2 separate regions of the Zea mays genome follow, and region 2 is linked to region 1. A link is a contact called in public Hi-C data. All regions are on one chromosome and are shown on one strand. Each heading gives the region's core, a stretch centred on a gene start, on an enhancer-like site or on the middle of the called end of the contact. The rest is flanking DNA. Distances are from core to core; before and after follow the strand shown.

What was found. Hi-C and Micro-C count contacts between places; a contact is called where the count stands out from the background.
Region 2: a contact with region 1 is called in a Hi-C map of bundle sheath, with 4 times the contacts expected there. The contact joins the promoter of LOC100280154 here to the promoter of LOC103650850 in region 1. A contact is called at or near these places in 9 of 25 Hi-C or Micro-C datasets (bundle sheath, ear, endosperm and 3 more) and 1 of 3 datasets of contacts at active chromatin or transcription factors (leaf).

What each region holds. Positions count from the first base shown.
Region 1 is chr3:163,422,282-163,428,387 of Zm-B73-REFERENCE-NAM-5.0, forward strand. It overlaps LOC103650850, which reads left to right and starts at 4,663. Exons shown (of 1, transcript XM_008676443.3): 1 at 4,663-5,476. The coding sequence starts at 4,864. The coding sequence ends at 5,091. It overlaps LOC103650849 (sucrose-phosphate synthase-like), which reads left to right. Exons shown (of 12, transcript XM_008676442.4): 4 at 1-542; 5 at 622-753; 6 at 848-979; 7 at 1,194-1,370; 8 at 1,444-1,497; 9 at 1,602-1,664; 10 at 1,760-2,707; 11 at 2,795-2,922; 12 at 3,007-3,617. The coding sequence ends at 3,295.
Region 2 is chr3:163,749,121-163,754,818 of Zm-B73-REFERENCE-NAM-5.0, forward strand. LOC100280154 reads left to right here and starts at 2,637. Exons shown (of 9, transcript NM_001153086.2): 1 at 2,637-2,925; 2 at 3,914-3,969; 3 at 4,057-4,179; 4 at 4,672-4,760; 5 at 4,906-4,966; 6 at 5,052-5,154; 7 at 5,258-5,301; 8 at 5,377-5,457; 9 at 5,599-5,698. The coding sequence starts at 2,894.

The sequences.
Region 1 (6,106 bases), core at 3,413-5,912:
AGGGGATGGGTGAGAGTGCCGGAGCCTACATTGTGCGCATACCGTGTGGACCACGGGATAAATACCTCAAGAAGGAAGCACTGTGGCCTTACCTCCAAGAGTTTGTCGATGGAGCTCTTGCGCATATCCTTAACATGTCCAAGGCTCTGGGAGAACAGGTTGGAAATGGGAGGCCAGTACTGCCTTACGTGATACATGGACACTATGCCGACGCTGGAGATGTTGCTGCTCTCCTTTCCGGTGCGCTCAATGTACCCATGGTGCTCACTGGTCACTCACTTGGGAGGAACAAGCTGGAGCAACTCCTGAAGCAAGGGCGCATGTCCAAGGAGGAGATCGATTCAACATACAAGATCATGAGGCGTATCGAGGGTGAGGAGCTGGCCCTGGATGCGTCAGAGCTTGTCATCACCAGCACAAGGCAGGAGATTGATGAACAGTGGGGATTGTACGACGGATTTGATGTCAAGCTTGAGAAAGTGTTGAGGGCACGGGCGAGGCGTGGGGTTAGCTGCCATGGTCGTTTCATGCCTAGGATGGTGGTAAGTATTTAAACCTCTCTTGTCCATACCAAGTAGTAAATGCTGTTTTACTGTGTTGATTAGAGAACTTTGTTGACAGGTGATTCCTCCAGGAATGGATTTCAGCAATGTTGTGGTTCATGAAGACATTGATGGGGATGGTGACAGCAAAGATGATATCGTTGGTTTGGAGGGTGCTTCACCGAAGTCAATGCCCCCAATTTGGGCCGAGGTTGGTGTTTGATCCCAGGTTCTTCTGCATACCGACAATAACTGCCTTCACATATCGTAAGTCTTAAGGTCACTGCATGATAACTTCGTCACAGGTGATGCGGTTCCTAACCAATCCTCACAAGCCGATGATCCTGGCGCTGTCGAGGCCAGACCCGAAGAAGAACATCACTACCCTCGTCAAAGCCTTTGGAGAGTGCCCCCCACTCAGGGAACTTGCAAACCTTGTAAGGAACAGTTAATTTGAAGTACACACGTAAATTTCATCGTTACAAATGGTTTGTAATTTGTATGTTCAGATAACTGATTGGCTATGCCAGTGTATTTCATGATCACAATGCCTCCTTATCTCTAACAGACATATATGAAACCTACTGGTTCTGAACATCATTACAGTAGCTGCATGTATTGCCATGTAATGGACATTTTCCTTGCTTTCAGACTCTAATCATGGGAAACAGAGATGACATCGACGATATGTCTGCTGGCAATGCCAGTGTCCTCACCACAGTTCTGAAGCTGATAGACAAGTATGATCTGTATGGAAGCGTAGCGTTTCCTAAGCATCACAATCAGGCTGATGTCCCGGAGATCTACCGCCTCGCGGCCAAAATGAAGGTTTGCTGCATACAACGACCCTTCATTGAGCTTTGACAATTCACACTCAACCATAACTGATTGCTCCCTGCAGGGTGTCTTCATCAACCCTGCTCTCGTTGAGCCGTTCGGTCTCACCCTGATCGAGGTCAGCTTCTTCAGTTCTCTAACTATCACCTATAGATTTTTTTTAAGAAATACATTATCAGCTATAGCCTTTAAATTTCACTATGAAAAATGTGTGGCTTTCAGGCTGCAGCACACGGACTTCCAATAGTCGCTACCAAGAATGGTGGTCCGGTCGACATTACAACTGTGAGAGACCATATTTTTAGCATTCAATGTGTGAAACCTACTGCAATTCACTCGTGAGAACAGTGGATAATTGTGTGCGTGCATCATACTGGCAGGCACTGAGCAACGGACTGCTCGTTGACCCGCACGACCAGAACGCCATCGCTCAAGCACTGCTGAAGCTCGTAGCAGATAAGAACCTGTGGCAGGAATGCCGGAGAAACGGGCTGCGAAACATCCACCTTTACTCATGGCCGGAGCACTGCCGCACTTACCTCACCAGGGTTGCTGGGTGCCGGTTAAGGAACCCGAGGTGGCTGAAGGACACACCAGCAGATGCCGGAGCTGATGAGGAGGAGTTCCTGGAGGATTCCATGGACGCTCAGGACCTGTCACTCCGTCTGTCCATCGACGGTGAGAAGAGCTCGCTGAACACCAACGACCCATTGTCGTCGGACCCGCAGGATCAGGTGCAGAAGATCATGAACAAGATCAATCAGTCGTCAGCACTTCCGCCGTCCATGTCCTCAGTCGCAGACGGTGCCAAGAACGCAACCGAGGCCACGGGCAGCACCTTGAACAAGTACCCACTCCTGCGCCGGCGCCGGCGCCTGTTCGTCATCGCCGTGGACTGCTACCAAGACGACGGCCGTGCTAGCAAGAAGATGCTGCAGGTGATCCAGGAAGTTTTCAGAGCAGTCCGATCGGACTCCCAGATGTCCAAGATCTCAGGGTTCGCGCTGTCCACTGCGATGCCGTTGTCCGAAACACTCCAGCTTCTGCAGCTCGGCAAGATCCCAGCGACCGACTTCGACACCCTCATCTGTGGCAGTGGCAGCGAGGTCTACTATCCTGGCACAGTGAACTGCGTCGACGCTGAAGGAAAGCTGCGCCCAGACCAGGACTATCTGATGCACATCAGCCACCGCTGGTCCCATGACGGCGCGAAGCAGACCATAGCGAAGCTCATGGCCACTCAGGACGGTTCAGGCGACACTGTCGAGCTGGACCCGGCGTCTAGTAATGCACACTGCTTCACGTTCCTTATCAAAGATCCCAAAAAGGTTAGGGAGTTCTTTATTTTGTGCATACGTATCCTTAATGCCTACTTATGACCGATTGCTGAGTCTGAATTCTATCTGTGTGGTTAGGTGAAAACGGTCGATGAGATGAGGGAGAGGCTGAGGATGCGTGGTCTCCGGTGCCACATCATGTACTGCAGGAACTCGACAAGGCTTCAGGTTGTCCCTCTGCTAGCATCAAGGTCACAGGCACTCAGGTAAGAACACATACATAATCTAGCTTGAAGCTGTCGTGGAACTTCTGCCAGCCAATGTTGCAAATAACTACAAAAAAAATTCAGGTATCTTTTTGTGCGCTGGGGCCTATATGTGGGGAACATGTATCTGATCACTGGGGAACATGGCGACACCGATCATGAGGAGATGCTATCTGGATTACACAAGACTGTGATCGTCCGGGGTGTCACCGAGAAAGGTTCGGAAGGGCTGCTGAGGAGCCCAGGAAGCTACAAGAAGGACGACGTCGTGCCGTCTGAGACCCCCTTGGCTGCGTACACGACTGGTGAGATGAAGGCCGATGAGATCATGCGAGCTCTGAAACAAGTCTCCAAGACTTCCAGCGGCATGTGAATTAGCTGCTGGGAAAGGTCGATCTCTAATATATTCTTCTTGTTCATAACTCAAACGGCAGACACATTTTCTCCTTTTCTTCACTAGTACTACATAAATAACTTGTGAACAGTACCGAGGGTGTATATATTGCAGTGACAAATAACTAGGACACTGCTAATTCTACTGCTGGCTCACCACTGTCTTGGTGAGATGTAGCCCTACAAGATTGTATACTGTGTATTTCTCTAGTCGCAGCTAGGCATACTTTGTTTTTTAAAAAAAGAACTTCAGTTTACTGCATACTCAAGGAAACGAAATGACAGTAAAAGTCAGGGTTTAATTTTGGTGTTTGAATTTTTTCCGGTCATCCTTGAAATTCACGATTTTACGGCGTCAGAAAGTGTGATTTTTTTAAAATAGATCTAAAAAAATATCATTATAATTTTAACAACAACCCTAATAGAAGTCGCCATCGAGAGTACCACCAGAGTGCAGTGCACTATAAATTATTAATTTTTTTGGGGCTGGAAACCGTCAAAAATAAATGCCTCTCGTCGAAAATATTTATTTTAAGGGGCAATTGTGTTTTTGTCTCTAGATAGAGGTGCATATGTGGTTTTATCCCTCAAAATTCGACTGTGATCTTGGGTCTTTTTTTTTGAAACGATTACTTCTATTAGATGACAGTAACGATCTGAAATATGACATACAAAGAAAAAAAATTTATCCTTGACTCAGTAATTGTGATATTGCTCCTCCTTTAGAATTTAACTGTTCTGTGCAAAATCACAATTACGATTGAAGGATAAATTTGTCTTTGTACGTACTATTTCACACTGTTACTGTTATCTAACAGAAGCAGGGATAAACTTATTTTTCATTTTTTAAAAAGAGACCTAAAATTATAAAGTCGAATTTTGAAAGTCAAAATCACAGTTGCACTTCCATACATGACAGAAATACAATTAGGGCATGTACAGTGGTGTTTAATGTGAAGTCTCTTAAGGTGTTTAAGGGGGTTATTTGCAAAAAAATCTTAGAGCCGTCTCTCCGTGAAGAAACGCCTCTGGCTCGTAAACCAAGTAGCAATAGACGCCTCACTTCCCACTGTACGAATTTGTCGTCTGTTCTATCGATCTGATGCTATACAAATACATTTAATTCTGTATTTATTAATAGACTACGTTTATAGACACTCTATTGTATAATAGAGTCTCTTAGTTGTCTCCTGTGCTTGGAGAACCGTTTTGGTGTCTCTCCACTGTACATGTCCTTACAGTTCTTAATGTGAGGTCCCAAACCATTCGTTTCAGAGTTCCAAGAATAAACTCGCCGGTCCGAAGCAACATGAGTACATGATCCACCCTTCAAAGGTCAAAGTCAAACCAAATTTAGCAGGCCACGCACAGCATCGGCCACCTCTTGACTCTTGAGAGCGCCACCGCTGCGGAATCGACGTGCCCCTGAAACCTCTCCCTCTCCCACGCTATAAATCCCCCGATGCAAGAAACGTCCACCATAACGAAAGCCCCGATCCATCCGAATAAACTGCGGAGTGCCATCCCTGCCAAATCCCGCAGAGGTTCATGGCGTCCAAGTCCGGCGAGCCACGCATGACGCTGCTGGGCGTGGTCCTGCTGCTGGGGCTGCTGCAGCTGAGCCAGCACGCGGCGCCCGTCGGCGCCGACGAGAGCGCCGCCCCCACCAAGAAAAATACTAGCTTCAGTTTCCACAACACCGCCGGCGGCCGCACTCTCAGCAGCTTCAGCGTCAACGGCGCCTACAGCAAGAAGCCCGTCGGCAAGGGCAACTGATCGGGGTCGGGGCGCACACGGATGGTGATCCACACCCGTGCCTGTGGGACACAGGCCTAGCCAAGCAGCGCTACCGTACTAGTATATCTACATGCGAGCGTGGGACAGCGTCAGTCGGAGCAGCTCGATCGGGTAGTTGCCGCGCGACCGTCAGAGACCTCTGTTTCTTTGGGTTGGGTTCAGTGTTTCTCTTTCTATTTATGTTATTATTTTTGCTTCCAGAGCAAGCTCGCATGCGTGCAACGGTGCAAGCACCATATGGTCCTGTTATGTAACTATGGATTCCAACCTCTACTGGAATCGTCTGGTTTGTGTAGGATGGCAACGGATCGGATATTACATATATCCTTCTGCAATCATCAGGTTGTTTGTTGCGGCAGTTCGGCTGCAGCTGTAATCAATAAAGATAAAATACTATACAAAAAGCAGAAGTCGGTAGATTAAAGCCACAACGAACAAGATTGTGGCAACCAATATCCGCGGTTGCAACCAATATCCGTCCACGACTATACCCGCGGGTATAAATTTATACCTATACACATGCTCATCGAGTTTTGGACGGGTTTCGAATATCGGTCGGATATGACAGAACCGATCATTTTTTAACAATTCAATAGCATAATTAATCAAATTTCTTCTCGATTCACTATCATACACAATTAAAAACCTAGTAAAAGAATTATTATGAGCATGTGGGTTGTGGCCAGGGGCACTGGAGCTTGAAAGAGGCAGCTGCCGGCAAGTCGCTAGCGGTATTACGACCTATAGGACTTGGAAGGGGACACGAGACATAGTGCAGGAAGCCAGCAAAGCTAGAAGGGGTGGCCAAAGGTGGGAAATTAGAAGCGTTAGGTGTGGGTTCATGGTATTAGAGTTTGCTCTTTGGTGTGTAATATAGGCTAGACCAAAAAAATAAACTATGGGTCGATTTTAGATCTTCAACGGATAAATCCTAATTCATGACCGTCCGACTTCGGATCGAGTACGGGTCTAACCCACGGGTCAAATATGTATC
Region 2 (5,698 bases), core at 1,387-3,886, 320 kb after region 1:
TTAAATAGGAGTATGAAATATAGACCCAACCAATTGAACTAGATTCGTCTCGTCTTTTAATCTTCGGCTGATAAATTAGTTTTATAATCCGACTACATTTAATACCCGGAACGGAGGTTCAAACATTCGATGGGACATGGGCTAAATTTTAGCGGGGTGTAATCAAACACCCCCTAAATATATCCTGCCTTCATTTGTACTACCAATGATGCGCCGCCTGCTCGAAGTGTGCTTCGCTTTACTGACCATCTTGTCTCCTGGTCCTCTCCTATGTACTAGTACGTTTTTTTTTTGTGCACGGTGGCGGGGCTGATGGTTTGTTTCGTGTTTGCCGTGGTGTAGGAAGCCGTGCGCTGCACGTGTCACCGTAATCATTTCGATGCTAATGTTTACCCTGATTCTCTGAACCAGGCATGTCGACGATGTGTTGTGATGATGGTACCCTGATAGGCTGGTTATAGTGGAATAATGATCAACTGCTTGGAAGGGAGCTTTATCAGCGCCTATCAACCTGTACTTGAGTCCATCTATCTGTACATGCATACGTACGTACGCAGCCTACAGCCACAAACGCGCCTCGTACTCACCGGCGATCTGGTCTGGTCGTCGCAAACTAAAATGCTACTAGTATACTCACCGTCACCGGCGATCTGATTCGACATGTGCAGTCGGGCGAAGTTAAGGTAGTGTTTGGTTGAGGAGCCAAGTAGAACGGAGTCGTTCCATCCCTGATTCTAAAAACAGAGCCGCTCTGTTCTGTGTTTGGTAATCTGGAACGGAGCGGCTCTGTTTTTTGTTTGGTTGCAGAGTGAACGGAACGAAGCGTGACTGTGAGAGCGGGATGAGAACAGAGCGGCTCCGTCCGGTTGATTTTTTGGAGCGGAATGGTTCCGGATCTGAGGAGAATATTCTCTAATTGGAGTCATTCCGTTCTAGTTACTTTGTAACCAAACAGCAACAAAACTAGGACAGAACGGCTCCGTTCTACTTGGATCTTCAACCAAACACTACCTAAAGTTAGCCACACGGTCCACGAGGGCATGGTCCCCCGCCGGTAAACTCGCCGGTAAACAGATCTGTGAAGTGATGATCCGTCAGTATTCAGTAAACGACCGAGAGATCAAAGTGAAGATCCAAAATCCAGCCTCGCGTACTATACTGTACGCCTGGGCACCTTTTCTAGGACGACCCGCGCGGCTGCTCTCCCTCCGTCTTAAAGCTCCGAGTATTTTTAATTAATCGTGGATCATCTCTTCGATAATTACGTATTTTAATTAATTAGTCCAATCCGGATCAGAGGAGCCTGACATTCTTGGAATTTTTACTGTTCCACGCCGGCCGTAGCGGGCGGCCCCATGTGCATCTGGACTGGACCTGGAGCTCCTGCATGTAACCGTAGCAGTCCAACAGAACGGGACAGGAAGCTCCCGACATGCGGGGGCCATCCGGCCATGGAATAGACGGATCCACAGGGCCCACCTCCCAGCGTCGGGGCTCGCTGGTCCTGCTCCTGCAGCCTGCAACCGTACCGTCCGTAGCAACGCAACGGACGGAGTGAGAGAGGCTCGGGCTCGGCCGTCTCCCGTCTTCGTCTTGAATGCTCCGGATCACATGAACGCCCTGGGTCCGCAGTTAATGGCCACGATGTACCCCGTGCCCTGCCCCCGCCCTGCGCATTCACTGTAGCTCATGCCATCTCCGCCGGGACGTAGTACTAGTACAAATGAATCTACTGTAGCATCTTTATGATGATTTCATTTGGAGTTGCAAAATCCTCGGGCTGGGCTTCCTTCCGGTGCAAGCTTTCCAGGCCCAGTCAATGGCTTCCCCAGCAATCTTCACGGCCTGGCAAGGGCTGTTCCTAACAAAATGGCCTGGCAACCGCTTTGGATTAGTAGTTACTTATTAAATCCGGGTCAGGATTAGGGCCTGTTTGTTTACCCCCCAGATTATATAATCTGGATTAAATAATCCTAAGAGGCAAACAAACAGTCCAGCTTATTTGCCCAGATTATATAATCTAACCCCTTGGATTATGATAATCCATAAGCAAGTGAGGAGGTGCTTATTTCAGATTATTTTTTCCCACTTCCCCACTACCCTTTCAAGTTTCCTAGAAATTACCCACCATTGCCATTATAATCCACCAAATCGTTTTTGCGCCTAGTACTAGTCAATTTGGGGATGAAGAAGGTGACATGAATGCCTTCCGTGATAATATTGCTAATGCAATATTTGACAGTGTCAATTGAATTATTTTTTTCATATATGAGTTTCAACCTAGTACAAATATAGAGGGCATTCTTGTCTTCCTCATACAAAAGAATCCTATTAACAACTCAAATAATCTGGGTAAACAAACGGGACTACTCAGATTATATAATCGAGATTATATAATCTAGATTATATAATCCTCCAAAAATAATCCAGATTATATAATCCATGAAGGTAAACAAACAGACCCTTAGTCATCATAAGATAATCCGCGGCCCACGCCTCTCGATTCTTTTTGGTTTTCGCGGGGTTCCGTGCCGCTCTGCAGACTGTGCTGTCACCACAACTGGTGAGAGAGAGAGAGAGCGTGAGAGCGAGAGGAGAGAGTGGATAAAAGCATCGGGGGTTTGGAGTTTGGACTTGTGTCTAGACAGCGAAAGGGACGGCAGAGGGAGGAGAGGGCTCAAACCGCCTGCCTGCTGCCCTGCACCCCGCGCCCACCCCACTTCTTCCACTTCCACCACCTCCTCCCCTCCAGTCCCCCTCTCCACCTGCCCCCCGCTCCCTGGTCCGGCGCGGAGAACCAGCCAGCCAGCCCGTCGTCGCTGTCGCCCGCCGGTGAAGCAGTAGCCGCGCGTGACGCCGGATCCAATCCGCGGCCCTCGCCGCGCGCGCGGTCATGGACTTCGACGGCGCCATTGGCGATCAGGGGTGAGTTGCGCGCACCGAAACACCGTCCGTGGTACTACTGGTCCTGGGTCGCGCGCCGCGGAGAAAGGCCGCGCCTTGGTGCCCGCGGCTGGGGACGAAATTCCAGTCACCGGCTTCTCTTTTCTCGCTTCGGTTCCGTCCCTGCAGGCTGCAGCCCACCGTCGATCCCCAATTTTGTTAAGGGAGCTCGGGTGGGTGTGGCAGCAGGTACTAGAGCCCGGAAGTTGCTGCGCCCCTTTTTGGTGGGTGAGCTCTTTATGCGTCCTACGATGATGTTAAGGGAGCAGGACGCAGGGACTACTAATTCTGGGGGCAAAGGGCCGTATTCTCCCTTCTTTTGTACGAAGCTTTGCTGTGGCTTTTGCGCCTTTTCGGCGTGCTGCGTCCATAATCAGCTAGCAGCGGTTCAGTTGTCTTGGGCTTTTCCGGCCATATAAACCCTAGCTGCCCTGCCTGTTAGCTGCTCCCGTGAAGTTCGTGACAAAGCTGGTGCTGTAGTGTCTTGTTTCGGACACCACTTCTGATGCATTTCCTTACTTATCCAAGGATTTTTGTTTTTCTTGTTTCATCCGTTTTCGTTGTTAGATTGCTATCACGAGCTTCTAACCCTCGCTAGTTTACTGTCTGATATATATTTACCGAACGCTGAACATTCTGTCATTACACATCCAAAAAAGAAAAATAGTAGAAAAAAACTTTTACATATTTGCTGTACTCAAGATTAAAGTTTTACCATGTCTGTTTGTGGCTGTTGCTTGCCTTTCGTGCCAGTTGTTATTTGTCACCGATGCATTATTCATGATCTACATTCCTCCCAAATTTACCTTTCAGTCCAGTACAATTCACTGTTAAGATTTTTACCCTTTTCTGCGACGTTAGCTGGGCATACTTTTATGCTCCACATTTTCACTCCTTGCTCTGAACTTCTCCTCAAGTTTCTTGCAAGATTAATCACTTCTGATTGAGCTCGTTGCTGTGGAACTTACAGTGAGCTGTGGGAATGGCAAAGTCAGGAGTATGGTCTGCAGAAAGATTTGTTAGCTGGTTTGCACCGTGCCGTTGCATTACTCATTCTGCCCTAAATATATATCCACGCAAAGACCTGAGCATCTTGTATTTCCGGTTTGGCAGCTCCATGTAGCAGCTTGTGGGCTGAAGCACCCAACAATATGGGTGATGATTGGAGCATGTTTGATGAGCAAACACCAATTAAACATTGTACAGACTTCGAATTTCAGTTCTGTGATATAGGAGGTAAAGTCTTGTTCTCGTGGTTTTGAAATCTACAGTCACAAGCTTAAATGTAGATTCTGAACTATTTCAGTTCACACCAACTTATCTGCGCAAATGGTTTTCCACGGTCCAATACGACCTGTAGTACCACCTTTTAGATGCTAATATATGTTGTCTAATTCTCTCTGCTTCCTGAAATTGCGTTATTGACATTGTATTTCGTATATATGTAGTAATATATAAAGTGTAAATCCACAAACAAATGACTAATATAATAACAAAATCAGCTGATCATGGCAATTGGATCGAGTACATTTCCAGGTTACAATTTCCCTCTTGCGTATGTCTAATCTGAGCTATAAAATGCAACTAATATAGGATCTGACCTAATTATTAGTACAATGGATTCCAATTGATATTTCCTAATTCTATCCCATCTGACCTTTTCCGCAAACACTCAAGAAGGCGCTTCAATGTTAGTTGCATTTTCTGACTAGTAAAAATGCAATGCAGATATCATCGTCAAGGAGTTTGAAGAAGGGAAGGAAACTTTGCAGGCAAAGCGCAGACGCATGTTGCAGTTCTGTCCAGAAAATGTTGAGGTACATGCTCTTTAGTCGATCTATCAAAGTATCCTTAAAGATGAAGTGAACTATTAGTAATGTTGTTGTGTCGGAAACTGTGTCAATTTACGGTGGTATGTTGTTTTGCCTTCATTGGTATAATGCCTTTCTATGTCTGTACTAGATGACACGTTCTATGACTGAAGAGGGGCTTTTGGAAAGTCTTCAGGAGATGGATTTTTCAGGTATACCTTCCATCATTACTGCTAGACTTCTGGTGTTCAGTCTGGGAGCGTTCTTTTCCATTCCTAATTAGAGTGCTAACTCCAGGTACCAACTGTTTACTGAACTCTGACGGGACTGATGAACTGCCAGAAGAATGGCTAGTCGATTGCTCACAAGACACCGAGCCTGGTTTTCCGGCAGAAGAAATGTATGTGCTCCATTCCAGTTTTCATGAGCGCTAGGATTTGTGAGTTTTGTTGAGTTTCACTGTCATTAAAGCTGTACTTATGGCGTCTAAACCTCCTTGGCAGGAATAGCCCTGCTGCTGCCACGGAAAAAGATGTTGATACGTCTGGTTGGTACAAACCTCACATGAGATTTCATTCTTGCAGTTTATAGCAGATTCTAAGTTGTTTTTTTTTTCTTCCAGCACATCAGAATGCTTCGCCTAGTCAACAGTCTATCGTAGTCAACAACAATCGTGCACAGGCTAGACCTACACCGCTGAAAGGTGTGCCCTCCACGCGTGCTTAAGGAATCATATGGTTTTTATTCTCCCCTTTGAAGAACAGTATAGAGTGCCAATATTGGTCATGCAACGCATCCTGCGGATTGAACTAAAAAAACACGCTGCTTTCATCTGTTCCAACAGCTGGCAAGAGCATCATCGGGGCAAAGAAGGCGAGGACATCCGTGGCCTTCCCTTTCGAGCTCATCAAGCCGAGCAGCATCCGCGGCGACGTCACCCTGAG